2 separate regions of the Oryctolagus cuniculus genome follow, and region 1 is linked to region 2. Evidence: chromatin contacts called from public Hi-C data. All regions are on one chromosome and are shown on one strand. Each heading gives the region's core, a stretch centred on a gene start, on an enhancer-like site or on the middle of the called end of the contact. The rest is flanking DNA. Distances are from core to core; before and after follow the strand shown.

The links. Hi-C and Micro-C count contacts between places; a contact is called where the count stands out from the background.
Region 1: a contact with region 2 is called in a Hi-C map of an unstated tissue, with 3 times the contacts expected there. The contact joins the enhancer-like site here to the promoter of ZDHHC19 in region 2. A contact is called at or near these places in 2 of 6 Hi-C or Micro-C datasets (ear pinna and an unstated tissue).

What each region holds. Positions count from the first base shown.
Region 1 is chr4:82,971,865-82,977,798 of mOryCun1.1, forward strand. It overlaps the pseudogene LOC100349087. Among named protein-coding and RNA genes, the nearest start is that of UBXN7, 18 kb to the left of the region's middle. Within about 2 kb of position 2,572, at least 1 of the 8 cell types and tissues checked has an H3K27ac peak or open chromatin away from gene starts, as enhancers often do.
Region 2 is chr4:82,745,609-82,751,767 of mOryCun1.1, forward strand. It overlaps ZDHHC19 (zinc finger DHHC-type palmitoyltransferase 19), which reads right to left and starts at 4,337. Exons shown (of 7, transcript XM_070072295.1): 1 at 2,741-4,337; 2 at 2,198-2,313; 3 at 1,587-1,726; 4 at 359-531; 5 at 1-51. The coding sequence starts at 2,754.

The DNA.
Region 1 (5,934 bases), core at 1,322-3,821, 220 kb after region 2:
ATGGGGAATAGACAGCTGCATTACATTGCAACAAATGGAGAAAGTGCAATGACCAAAAGGTGGCTCCATGTATGATGTAGCTTGGGATTCTAGTTCCACTGAATTTTGTGCTGTTTATGGTTTTATGCCTGCCAAAGCAACAATTTTCAACTTGAAATGTGATCCTGTGTTTGACTTTGGAACTGGTCCTTGGAACGCAGCCTACTATAGCCTTCATGGACATATAATAGTACTAGCTGGATTTGGAACTCTGAGAGGACAAATGGAAGTGTGGGATGTTAAAACCTACAAGTTGATTTCTAAACCAGTGGCTTCTAATTCTATGAATCTTGCTCAGTACCCAGGTGGTGAGGATATTTTAACAGTCACATTAGGCCGGCACCACTGCTCAATAGGCTAGTCCTCCGTCTGCAGCACCAGCACACTGGGTTCTAGTCCCGGTCAGAGCGCCGGATTCTGTCCCAGTTGCCCCTCTTCCAGGCCAGCTCTCTGCTGTGGCCCGGGAAGGCAGTGGAGGATGACCCAAGTGCTTGGGCCCTGCACCCCATGGGAGACCAGGAGAAGTACCTGGCTCCTGCCATCGGATCAGCGCAGTGCACCGGCTGCAGCGGCCATTGGAGCGTGAACCAACGGCAAAAGGAAGACCTTTCTCTCTGTCTCTCTCTCTCACTAGCCACTCTGCCTGTCAAAAAAAAAAAAAAAAAAAGTCACGTGTGCTTCCAGGTTACATGTTAATAATGGGGATAAGATTTGCATTACACTGGCTCTGTCTTGAACAATCATGATGTGTCCTCAAATGGAGAATTGTGGCCAGTTTCATGGCAGCCATTTTTGGATGGAATATTTCCAGCAAAAACAATAACTTACCAAGCAGTTCCAAGTGAAGTACCCTGTGAGGAACCTAAAGTTGTAACAATTATAGACCCCCTGATTTAAGAAATAAACCAACTGGGGCCCGGCACTCTGAGGCAGCACATAAAGCTGCCACCTGCAGTGCCAGCATCCCATATGGACACCGGTTCGAGTCCCAGCTACTCCACTTCAAATCCTGCTCTCTGCTGTGGCCTGGGAACGCAGTAGAAGATGGCCCAAGTCCTTGGGCCCCTGCACCCATGTGAGAGACCTGGAAGAAGCTCCAGGCTCCTGACTTCAGGTCAACCCAGCTCTGGCTGTTGCAGCCATTTGGGGAGTGAACCAGTGGGTGGGAAACTCTCTCTCTCTCTCTCTGCCTCTCTGTAACTCTGCCTTTCAAACAAATAAATATTTGAGAAGTAGAGTTACAGACAGTGAGAGGGAGAAACAGAGAGAAAAGTTATCTATCCGTTGGTTCACTCCCCAATAGTCGCAACGGTTGGAGCTGCGCCAATCCGAAGCCAGGAGCCAGGTGCTTCTTCCCAGTCTCCCATGCAGGTGCAGGGCCCAAGGACTTGGGCCATCTTCTATTGCTTTCCCAGGCCACAGCCGAGAGCTGGATTGGAAGAGGAGCAGCCAGGACTAGAACCGGTGCCCATATGGGATACCGGCGCCACAGGCGGAGGATTAACCTACTGTGCCATGGCGCCGGCCCCACATAAATAAATCTTTAAAAAGGGAAATAAACCAGTCACCAATTCCAAGCTGCGTGAAGAGGAGCCACCTCACATTATGAAGCCAAAACCAGGAAATGATAAACCCTTATCAAAAACAGCCTTTAAAAATCAAAGGAAGCATGAAACTAAGAGAGCCACAAAGCAGAAAGCAAGAAGTGACAAAGTCCAGCTTGTCATCTACTCCTGTCCCACAAAACACACCATGAAACAGTACCTCTCGGTCAACTTCTGGAGACTCTGAGGTAGACAAAAATACCGAGAACCTAAAGAAGAAATTGAAAGCAATAGAACAATGGAGAGAACAAGCAGCAAGTGGAAAACAGCTAGAAAAAAAATCAATTGGAGAAAATTCAAAATGAGACAGCTCTTCTTCAGGAGTTGGAAGATTTGGAATTGGGTATTTAAAGTCATCGAAAGCAAGCTGCGTACCAGAAATCAGTGCACACACCTCTTGTGTTGGACCCGTTGGTGTACATGGAACATGCATATGCCCACATTTAATGTGGCTCTACAGTTTTAAGCATTTATTCAAGATTCTGCACATGCGTGAAATTACTTAATAATGTCTATTAAATTGACTTTTCCATTCTGCATCCTATATCATGCCAATATGCAATGCAGAAAGATACATGGATTTTTCACCTATGCTTGACAGACTGAAAGACAAATGTCATTGTTTGTTAGTAGGGGACAGCATTTACCATATAAAGGAATAAAGATATTTTAAATTAAAAAAAATAGCCACAAATTCTTTGACAGGCCTTGCATTGAAAAAAGGCATCGAATTCCTCTCTTCTTCAGGGTGGGCCAGTTTAATGATTTGCCTCTCATGAGAAGAATATGGCAGAAGTATGAGACTTCTAAGATGTGGTCATAAAAGGTATCGCAGCTTCCACATGGCTCCTCTTGCATCACTTGCTCTGGGGAAAACCAGCTGCCAGGCACAAGCACACTGAAGCCATTGTGTGGAGGGCATGTGTCGCTAGGAACTAAGGCTTCCTTCCAACAAGCCGCCACTGACTGCCAGCCGATGCAAGCGTTCAACACGACTGCAGAATCCCCCGCAGCCTTGACTATCACCCGACGAGAACCCTACCCTAACCATGCAGTGGGGCCCTCCGGAAGTCCTTCAACGCATCTTTCAGAGGGTGAGGTTGCACAAGGCAACCCTCAGCAAGGACAGGCATCTCGACTTAGGAAAGTGAAACATGAATGCGAACTCTAATAATAAGGGCGCCCTCACTCTTGTCAATCACCCTATGTCTGTCCAGGGAATTGAATCATTCTGTGGGACGGACTCTTTCATGCTCAATCTCATTGCTGCTCATTGATGTTTCTGAAATCAGCAAACTTCTGAAAGTTCATCTTATCTCCACACACCAATTCATAACACATCCTGGCCTTTGTCCCAGGATGACACAGCTCCAAACCTAGTCTATGTGTGAGAAGTAAAGACATAAGATTCATTTTCTTTCTTTCTCTCTCTCTCGCTCTTTTGTTGTTGTTGTTGTTGTTGTTGTTGTTGTTGTTAAAGACTCATTTATTTATTTGAAAGTCAGAATTACAGAGAGAGGGCGAGGCAAAGGGCTGGGAGGGCCAATGCTAGGAGCCAGGAGTTTTATCAGGGTCTCCCACATGCATGGTAGGGCCCCAAGGACTTGGGCCATCTTCCACTGCATTCCCAGGCACATCAGCAGGGAGCTGGATTGGAAGTGGAGCAGCTGAGACACAAACTGGCACCCATATGGGATGCCAGCACTGCAGGCAGCAGCTTTACCTGCTACGCCACAACATCAGTCCCCATTTGGTTCATTTTCAAATTAAAGTGTTCACCTGAAAATTACTAACAACTAGCTAGCATAATAGCTTGCAGAAGTATAGACAGTCACAAGTAGCCAGCGTAACCAGCCAGGTTACAAACCACAAAGTACACGCACCTGGAAAGTCCTGAAGCAAACAAGGCGTTGAGCCAATAGAACTTTAGCAAAACTACAACAGATGGAAATACAGGTGACGTCCAGGAAGATTGTAACCACATAGTACTTAGCCAGTGAAGAACAGGAGGAGGGACCTGCCTGCTGGAAATAAATTGCTTGCTAGAAACCACCCTCAGTGTGCCTGCCTACCAGGCACCTGAGCTTGCAAGACCATTAATAAAGTCTTCTTTCACTGCACTGAATCCATCCTTTGGGAATAAACAGGTGAGAATATTTCCCAGTTTGTATGTGGTCCTTAGACAGTTATATGCTGCCCCCAAATTCTAATATCCTAGAATAGCTACACAAATAGCTGATACCAGGGTTTGGCATTGTGGTGTAGTGTGTAAAGCCATTGCCTGCAATGCCGGCAAACTATATGGCTGCAGCTTTGAGTCCCACTGCTCCACTTCCACTCCAGCTCCCTGCTAATGCACCTAGGAAAGCAGCAGAGGATGGCCTAGGCACTTGGGCCCCTGCACCCATATGGGAGACCTGGAAGAAGCTCTTGGCTCCTGGCTTCGGCCTGGCTCAGCTGTGGCCGTTGCGACTGTTTTGGGGGAGATATCTCTGTTTCTGCTCCCCACCCCTGTAACTGCCTTTCAAATAAATAAAAAAAATTTTTTTAAAAAGTAGCTGATACTAATCTTGAGCCAGAAGTAGTTGTACTATACCTTTATGTTTCTATGATTCAACTTTATTTATATTGTTAACTCCATCTGGGGAAACAAAAATTTTATTTCAGTTAAGCTGGTTTCCTCATGCTTTACCTTGTGTTATACATAAATTCTTGGGGGGCTTTCCATTAGCGTAAACACACACAGACACACACAGACACTTCTGCTTTGGCACCCATGTGACCTTTGTCATCTAGTCACGCCACCACCTATATATATATATATTTTTTTTTTTTTTGACAGGCAGAGTGGACAGTGAGAGAGAGAGACAGAGAAAGGTCTTCCTTCCATTGGTTCACTCCCCAATGGCCGCTGTGGCCAACGCACTGCGCTGATCCAAAGCCAGGAGCCAGGTGCTTCTCCTGGTCTCCCATGCAGGTGCAGGACCCAAGCACTTGGGCCATCCTCCACTGCACTCCCGGGCCACAGCAGAGAGCTGGACAGGAAGAGGAGCAACTGGGACAGAATCCGGCGCTCTGACCTGGACTAGAACCTAGTGTGCCGGCGCCACAGGTGGAGGATTAGCCTATTGAGCCACGACGCCGGCCCACCTATATATTTTTTAATTTATTTATTGGGGCTGGCGCTGTGGCGTAGCAGGTGAAGCCACCGCCTGTAGTGCCAGCATCTCATGTGGGCACCGGTTGGAGTCCTGGCTGCTCCACTTCCTATCCAGCTCTCTGCTATGGCCTGGGAAAGCAGCAGAAGATGGTCCTCCAAGTTCTTGGGCCCCTGCACCCACGTGGGAGACCTGGAAGAAGCTCCTGGCTCCTGGCTCCTGGCTCCTGGCTGATGCGGTCATCTGGGGAGGGAACCAGCAGATGGAAGACCTCTCTCCCTCTGCCTCTTACTCTCTATAATTCTGCCTTTCAAAATAAATAAATAAATCTTTCTTCTAAGGCAGTTACAGGAAGAGAGGGGGAGAGAGAAAGAAAGAAAGAGAGAGAAAGAGAGAGAGAGAGAGAATCTTCCATTTGCTGGTTCATTCCCCAAATAGCCACAACAGCCAGGACTGGACCAGGTTGAAGCCAGGAGCTAAGAGCTTCCTTGGGGTCTCCTACATAGGTGCGTCGGGTCATGTTCCATTGCTTCCCCGGGCATATTAGCAGGGAGCTGGATCAGAAACAGAGCAGCAGGGACAGGACTGGAGCCCATATGGGACTCCAGCACTGCAGTAGGTGGCTTAACCCTTACACCACAGAGCCATACGCCACCATCTTATGATACCATCCCAACATATCTCTTGCTTAGTGCTTCTCTGTCCTCATTTGTAGAATTCCTTTAGGTCCAAAGGTCCCTGCTGAGCACACAGGGAATGTTCTGCTGCTCTAATTCCTGCCTGGGCCAGAGAAGCTCCGAGGTTGTCTAAGGTTCTCTGTTTCCGTATTATTTGGGGGATGCTTCTGAGACACAAGGGAGTCTGGGGCACAAGCTCTCCTTCTCCAGAGATACACACTTCACCTGAACCTGTAATGCTTCTCCTCTCCCAGTCCAGGGAACCTTCATTTGCTCTGAGGTCGGGGAATCCTGTCTTACTCAACAATGGGTATTCTCCCAAATCTATTGTTCTTCTGTTGAGTTCTTTCTTGCCCTCTCTGAACACTAGATTTTCAAGACTCAAAAGCCTAAAACTAACTGCTAATTCCTCCTAGATGAATCTTTCCATGCAGGAATAAATGGCAAATAGCCCAG
Region 2 (6,159 bases), core at 3,087-5,586:
AGCAGGAAGTGCAGCACCAGGAAGCCCGCGGCGGGCACAGCCACTAGGATGCTGCGCGCCGGCTAAGGAGCGGCGCCGTCAGACCGTCCCAGGGCTCGCCCCAGCCACCCCGCCGCCCACGCGGAAGCCTCAGCAGCCCAGGCCCCTCTTGCCTCTTGCACCCGCTCCCTGATCCCGCAGGCTTCTGAATTTCCACGCCCATTTCCCTGACCTCTCCCACAACCCTTCACCTAGTCCCAGACTCGTCCTTCCAGACGGCTCCGCCCCCTCCCTCTGGCTCCTCCCTCCCCCAAGACCCCACCCCTCGGCTGTCAGCGCGTCCCCGGCTCCCACGTGGCCGGCGGGCCAGTGTGGATACGCCATGGCCTTGTCAATGCAGAAGGGCAGGTGGCTGGTGCGCAGCAAGAAGAGCAGGCAGGTGACCAGCAGGGAGCCCGAGTAGAGGCACAGGGACAGCACCAGCAGCATGAAGAAGCGGAAGTTGCGGTTACCGACGCAGTTATTGACCCACTTGCAGTGATGGTCGAAGTCCTGGAAAACAGGAAGAGGGGGGTAGGCCTCAGGACATGTCGTCCCGCCCAACGTCCATCATCCTCAACTCCTAAGGCCTTCCACACTCCCTCTAGTCACTTGCCCTTGGCCCCATGCACTGGCTGCTGTCTTCAGGGAGAAAGTGAGCCGTGAAGTCCCTGGCGCTGGCATTTCTGGTGTTAGAGCACGGTTAGGGCCCTGTGGCTCATAAGGTCACCTGTCCCGAGGCCTCTTTTTTTTTTTTTTTTTTTTTGACAGGCAGAGCGGACAGTAAGAGAGAAAGGTCTTCCTTTGCCGTTGGTTCACCCCGCAATGGCCGCCGCCAGCGCGCTGCTCCGAAGGCAGGAGCCAGGTGCTTCTCCTGGTCTCCCATGGGGTGCAGGGCCCAAGCACTTGGGCCAACCTCCACTGTACTCCCTGGCCACAGCAGAGAGCTGGCCTGGAAGAGGAGCAACCGGGACAGAATCCAGCGCCCCGACCGGGACTAGAACCTGGTATGCCGGCGCCGCAGGCGGAGGATTAGCCTGTTGAGCCGCGGCGCCGGCCATCCCGAGGCCTTTAAAGCAAGGCCTGTCTGGGCTTCGGAGACACACATGCTAGTGCGTCTTTTGGTGGAACTTAGAGTATCTGGGGCTCTACTTTGTGATGGCTGGATGAGGAGGAGGAGGATAATGCCCAGGCAGCCTCCTGCGTGTGTAACCCCTGTGCAGACCGTGCACCTGGCAAAGGTAGGCGCTCGGAGCTCCGGAGACCCTCCAATCTGATACCTAGGGGGGCCAGGCCGAGCACCCCAGACCACAGCTGCAGCCAGCCTGGGGGCCTTGCGTATCTACTGTCAATGGACATGGTGTGGCTGTGGATGCCCCATACAAGTTAGCATTTGTGCAGGCAAGGGCCAGCCTCCCCAGAGAGACGTGAGCACAGAGGCAGTGACCTGTGTGGCTGACCCAAAGTGGCTGGGAGTTACTGCTCCCCTTGGCCTTTAGCAGCCCTGGTCTTGCTCCCACCCCTGGTGGAGGAGGGGTGGCAGGTAGGCAAGCGAATGAGGGACTCACCTCCACACAGATGTTGCACCAGGGGCAGTGGTAGGTCCGGGGCGGGCGGTGGAAGCAGCACTTTGGGCACCACTGCAGGCGGAAGGCTCTGTGGTTCACCCACACCACGTGCACCGTCATGGGGCTCTGCTCGCCGGAGCCTGGCGTGGGAGGAGGGTCGGGCAGCGGCTGGGGGCCCTTGCATCACTCTGCTGCTTAGGGCAGCAGCACAGCATCAGCAAGCGCAGGGAAAGACGTGGAGGAGGCAAGAGGAATCCTTGTCCCACTGAGCAAGCTGGGCCGGCTCAGAGGGGCAGCAGGTAGAGGGAAGGCGTTCTATAGGAGCTCGGGCCTTTGGAACCGTGATCCACGTTTTCTGTTGTGTGCACAATGGGAGGGAAGCAGAGGGGACCAGTGCCCAGGAAGAACCCACGGGCTTCTCTCCCCCAGCCCCTGACCAGCCCTCCCTTCAAGGCAACTGGAAAAGCTTCAGAGTTGTATTTATCCACACCTTGGTGGTTTGGGGGATGAAGCGTCAGGGCCAGAGCAATGGGCATGTGGGAAGGAGCCTTGGGGCGGAGGAGGGGAGCTGGGGGTGGGCACCTCCTTCTCCCAGCGGGCAGAGGCCTCACCTCGATGTAAGATACCAGGGTCTGAGAAGTTGAGTGTAATGAGACTGAAGAAGGTAAGGGCAAAGAGGAGGCCTGTGACGGTGGGGAAGGCCCAGTTCCCGTGCTGAGCCAGCCACCTGCAACTGAAACCAGAGCCAGGCTCAGTCCTGACCCGCGGCAGCCCACAGCTCCCCCGAGGGCCTGGCGTGCTGGGGTCAGGACTCACAGACCTTTCAGCCAGCTCTGGGCAGCCAGGCCATTGACAGCCCAAACATCATCAGCATTACCAGCCACCTGCAGCTCCCCAAATGCAAAGTTCCCTCCACCTAGAATAGGTTCCTGTCCCTGAACCCTGACCCCCTTGCATGCCCTTGCCTGCCTGCTGTCCTTATCTGTTTTCCATGCAAGCTGACTGTAAGAAGCTTGACAGCTTGCGTAGGGGACTCACGGGAATGCAAAGAAGAGACCACTGAAAATGACGAGCAGCACCACGTTGAAGGCAGCAAATAGGCTCGGGAGGAACCAGCAAAGGGGGACCGGCGGCGGGGGCCGCAGCTCCTTTACCATGGGCGTGGCATCCTTTAACAGCGGCATGCCTGGCTGTCCTGTGTCCCCAGGGGAGATCAGAGCCACCAAGCTCCCTTCTCCCTGCTGGTTTCCAGAGCCCCATGACCACAACAGCCTCGGAAGTAACAGTCCAGGATAGAAGGAAAGAAATCTGATTGTGACATCATAGAGGCTGAGGACTGGGGGCTCTGGCTGCTTCCAATGACTTCCAGTAGCAACCCCTGCCTCCCAGACACACACACACACACACACACACACACGGGCGCATGCACGTGTGCTGGGGGCTGGGAGGTCCTGCCCCTGTGAGGTTGGCTTCACTACAGGCTCTATGGTTTGGGATGTGGTTTGTCGCCTAGAGGTTCATGCGCTAGAAGCTTGGTCCTCAGGGAATCAATGTTAAGAGGTGGTGGAAACTTTAAGAGGCGGGGCCTAGAGTGAGGCCCCCCAAGAAGGGACGGCGCTCTCATGAGACCTCCTTCCTGTGAGAGTAGGTTGTTAGGGAAGAGCAAGACTGGCCTTCCCCGCTCTCCGGCTTCTGGTCTTGCCATCCCATCTGTCATGTGTCCAGGTGCTCTTGCCATGATGTCATTTGCCATGTTGTGATGCAACATGCCCTCACCAGAGGCCAACAGATGGGGCCACCTGATCTTAGATTTTCAGCTTCGAAAACTGTGAGCTAAATAAACCCATCTTTTTAAAAGATTTATTTATTTATTTGAAAGCCAGAGTTACACAGAGAGAGAAGGAGAGGCAGAGAGACAGAGAGGTCTTCCATCCGCTGGTTCACTCCCCAATTGGCCACATCAGCTGGAGCTGCGCTGATCCGAAACCAGGAGCCAGGAGCTTCTTCCCAGTCTCCCATGTGGGTGCAGGGTCCCAAGCATCTGGACCATCTTCTACTGCTTTCCCAGGCCAAAGCAGAGAGCTGAATCAGAAGTGGAGCAACTGGGACTCGAACCGGTGCCCTCTCCATTTCTTCCTTTTCACTATGACAAAATTTCAACTAAATAATTTCCCAGCATTCCTTCTTTTTCGGATTGCCTTCATGACACGATTCTGCTCAGTGAGACACCTGCTGAGGGCGGAGCTCCACCCCTTCATCCTGTCTTGAACTCAGATATCCTGGCTGTCACCTTGGACCTCTTAGGCCACAAGTCAGCGTGCTCCCCGGACAGAGCTGATGACATTGCCTAGTCTTTTCCCAGTCCTGAACTGGCTCCCTCTGAGCTGTGCTTAATATGTGAGAAAATAGGCCAGCGCCGCCGCTCACTAGGCTAATCCTCCACCTAGCAGCGCCAGCACAGGTTCTAGTCCCGGTCGGGGTGCCGGATTCTGTCCCGGTTGCCCCTCTTCCAGGCCAGCTCTCTGCTGTGGCCAGGGAGTGCAGTGGAGGATGGCCCGGGTGCTTGGGCCCTGCACCCCATGGGAGACCAGGAGAAGCACCTGGCTCCTGCCTTCGGAACAGCGCGGTGCGCCGGCCACAGTGCGCCAGCCGTGGTGGCCATTGGAGGGTGAACCAACGGCAAAGGAAGACCTTTCTCTCTGTCTCTCTCTCTCACTATCCACTCTGCCTGTCCAAAAAAAAAAAAAAAAAAAAAAGTGAGAAAATAACAGGATTTTCTGCTCTATGCAACCAACATTTGCCATTTGTTTTGGCCACTAAGCATTTGGAACCCCTCCGCGTTTGGAAGATTCCTGAGACCAAAGTCTTCATGAGAGGCGAGGATCATTTCCCTGCTGCTATTGGAGCAATCACACGGGCCTGTCAGCCAGGCCCCACCAATCAGCTTCGGAGCTACTGCCTCCTGGGAGTCTGCCGAGCTACTGGGCGTCTGCCATGACGCAGCAACTGGCATACGTCAAAGTGTAACACTTGCCTTCAATTTCAACAGAGAATGCATTGTTCTTCAACATGGATAAAATATGTAATTCCAAGGTCCCTGATTTGGTTTCTAGAATGTAAGATGAATATTAAATTGGGGTGATAGAATTGGATCACTTGTAGGAAAATAATCTGATTAAAAGTGGAGCTCCAAAGTTCCTGCTCAACACGCAATTGTTGTTCCGTGCATTTGCTTGTCTGTGGAAACATGCTTTGTTCTTTGTGACTTTCAAATTAGAAGCTAGACTCAATGTAGTAAGAATATTGTCTTATGAGTGATAAGATTAGGTTTCAAATGCTAATGTTTAAAGCCTCAGATATTTGCATTCATCACAATTTAATTTGACTGTTATATATTTGGACATTTAAACACATACTGAGGGCTGACGCTGTGGTGTAGCAGGTAAAACCACTGCCGGCAGTGCCGGCATCCCATATGGGCACCAGTTTGAGTCCCGGCTGCTCCACTTCTGATCCAGCTCTCTGCTATGGCCTGGGAAAGCAGTAGAGGATGGCCCAAGTCCTTGGGCCCCTGCACCTGCATGAGAGGCTTGGAAGAAGCTCCTGGCTCCTGGCTTCAGATCAGCCCAGCTCTGGCCATTTCAGTCATTTGGGGAGTGACCCAGCCGATGGAAGACTCTCTCTCTCTCTCTCTTTCTGCCTCTGCCTCTCTGTAACTCTGCCTTTCAAATAAATAAATACATAGTTAAAAAAGACTCACATACTGAAATATGTTAATATTAATTTAAAATTCATTTTTCATTTATTTGAAAGGCAGGGTGAGACAGAAACAGAGACAATCTCCCATCCACTGTTCACTCCCCAAATGTTCACAATAGCTGGGATGGGCTGAGCAGAAGCCAGGAGCCCAAAACTTAACCTCTGTCTCCTACGTGGGTGGCAGGAACCCAAGTACTCGAGCCATCGCCTGCTGCCTCCCAGGGTGCACATTAGCAGAAAGAACTCAAGCCCAGGCACTCTGCTATGGAACATAGCTGTCCCAATTGGCATCTTGGCTGCTGTGCCAGACACTCCTCCCTAAAATTGAATTTTAGACATGTATGTGTAACAGGAGAGTATTGGTCAGTTGGAAGAGAAATGATTCTTGAATAGCAGTCTGTTTGCAACATGGTGCAGAAAAAAGTGATTTTTCTGCTTTCTGTCTATTCAGTGGTAGACTTACTCTCTTTTCTAACCTAAAAGGAATTTTAGGTTACATCTATTCTTAGATTTTTGGGGGGGGGAAATGTTCTGACCATAGACAATTATGAACTAATTAACACAACAATAGGAGATCCCTCACTTAAAAAAAAAAAAACTGAAAATGCTGTTACTTTTGACTATGCCCTGGAAGGGATTGGTAACCTGATGACACTGACCTTGTGACTACACTTGGCCTCAGGCACCTGTGTTCTTACCTGATGACTCTTTTTGATGTTGCCATTTTTTGCTGCTGGGCCCAAGTTTAGCAAAATAAAACAACCCTCTTGTCTTTTCGCCTGTTAGGTGGCACTCAAGGTTTGCCCCTCCCCTC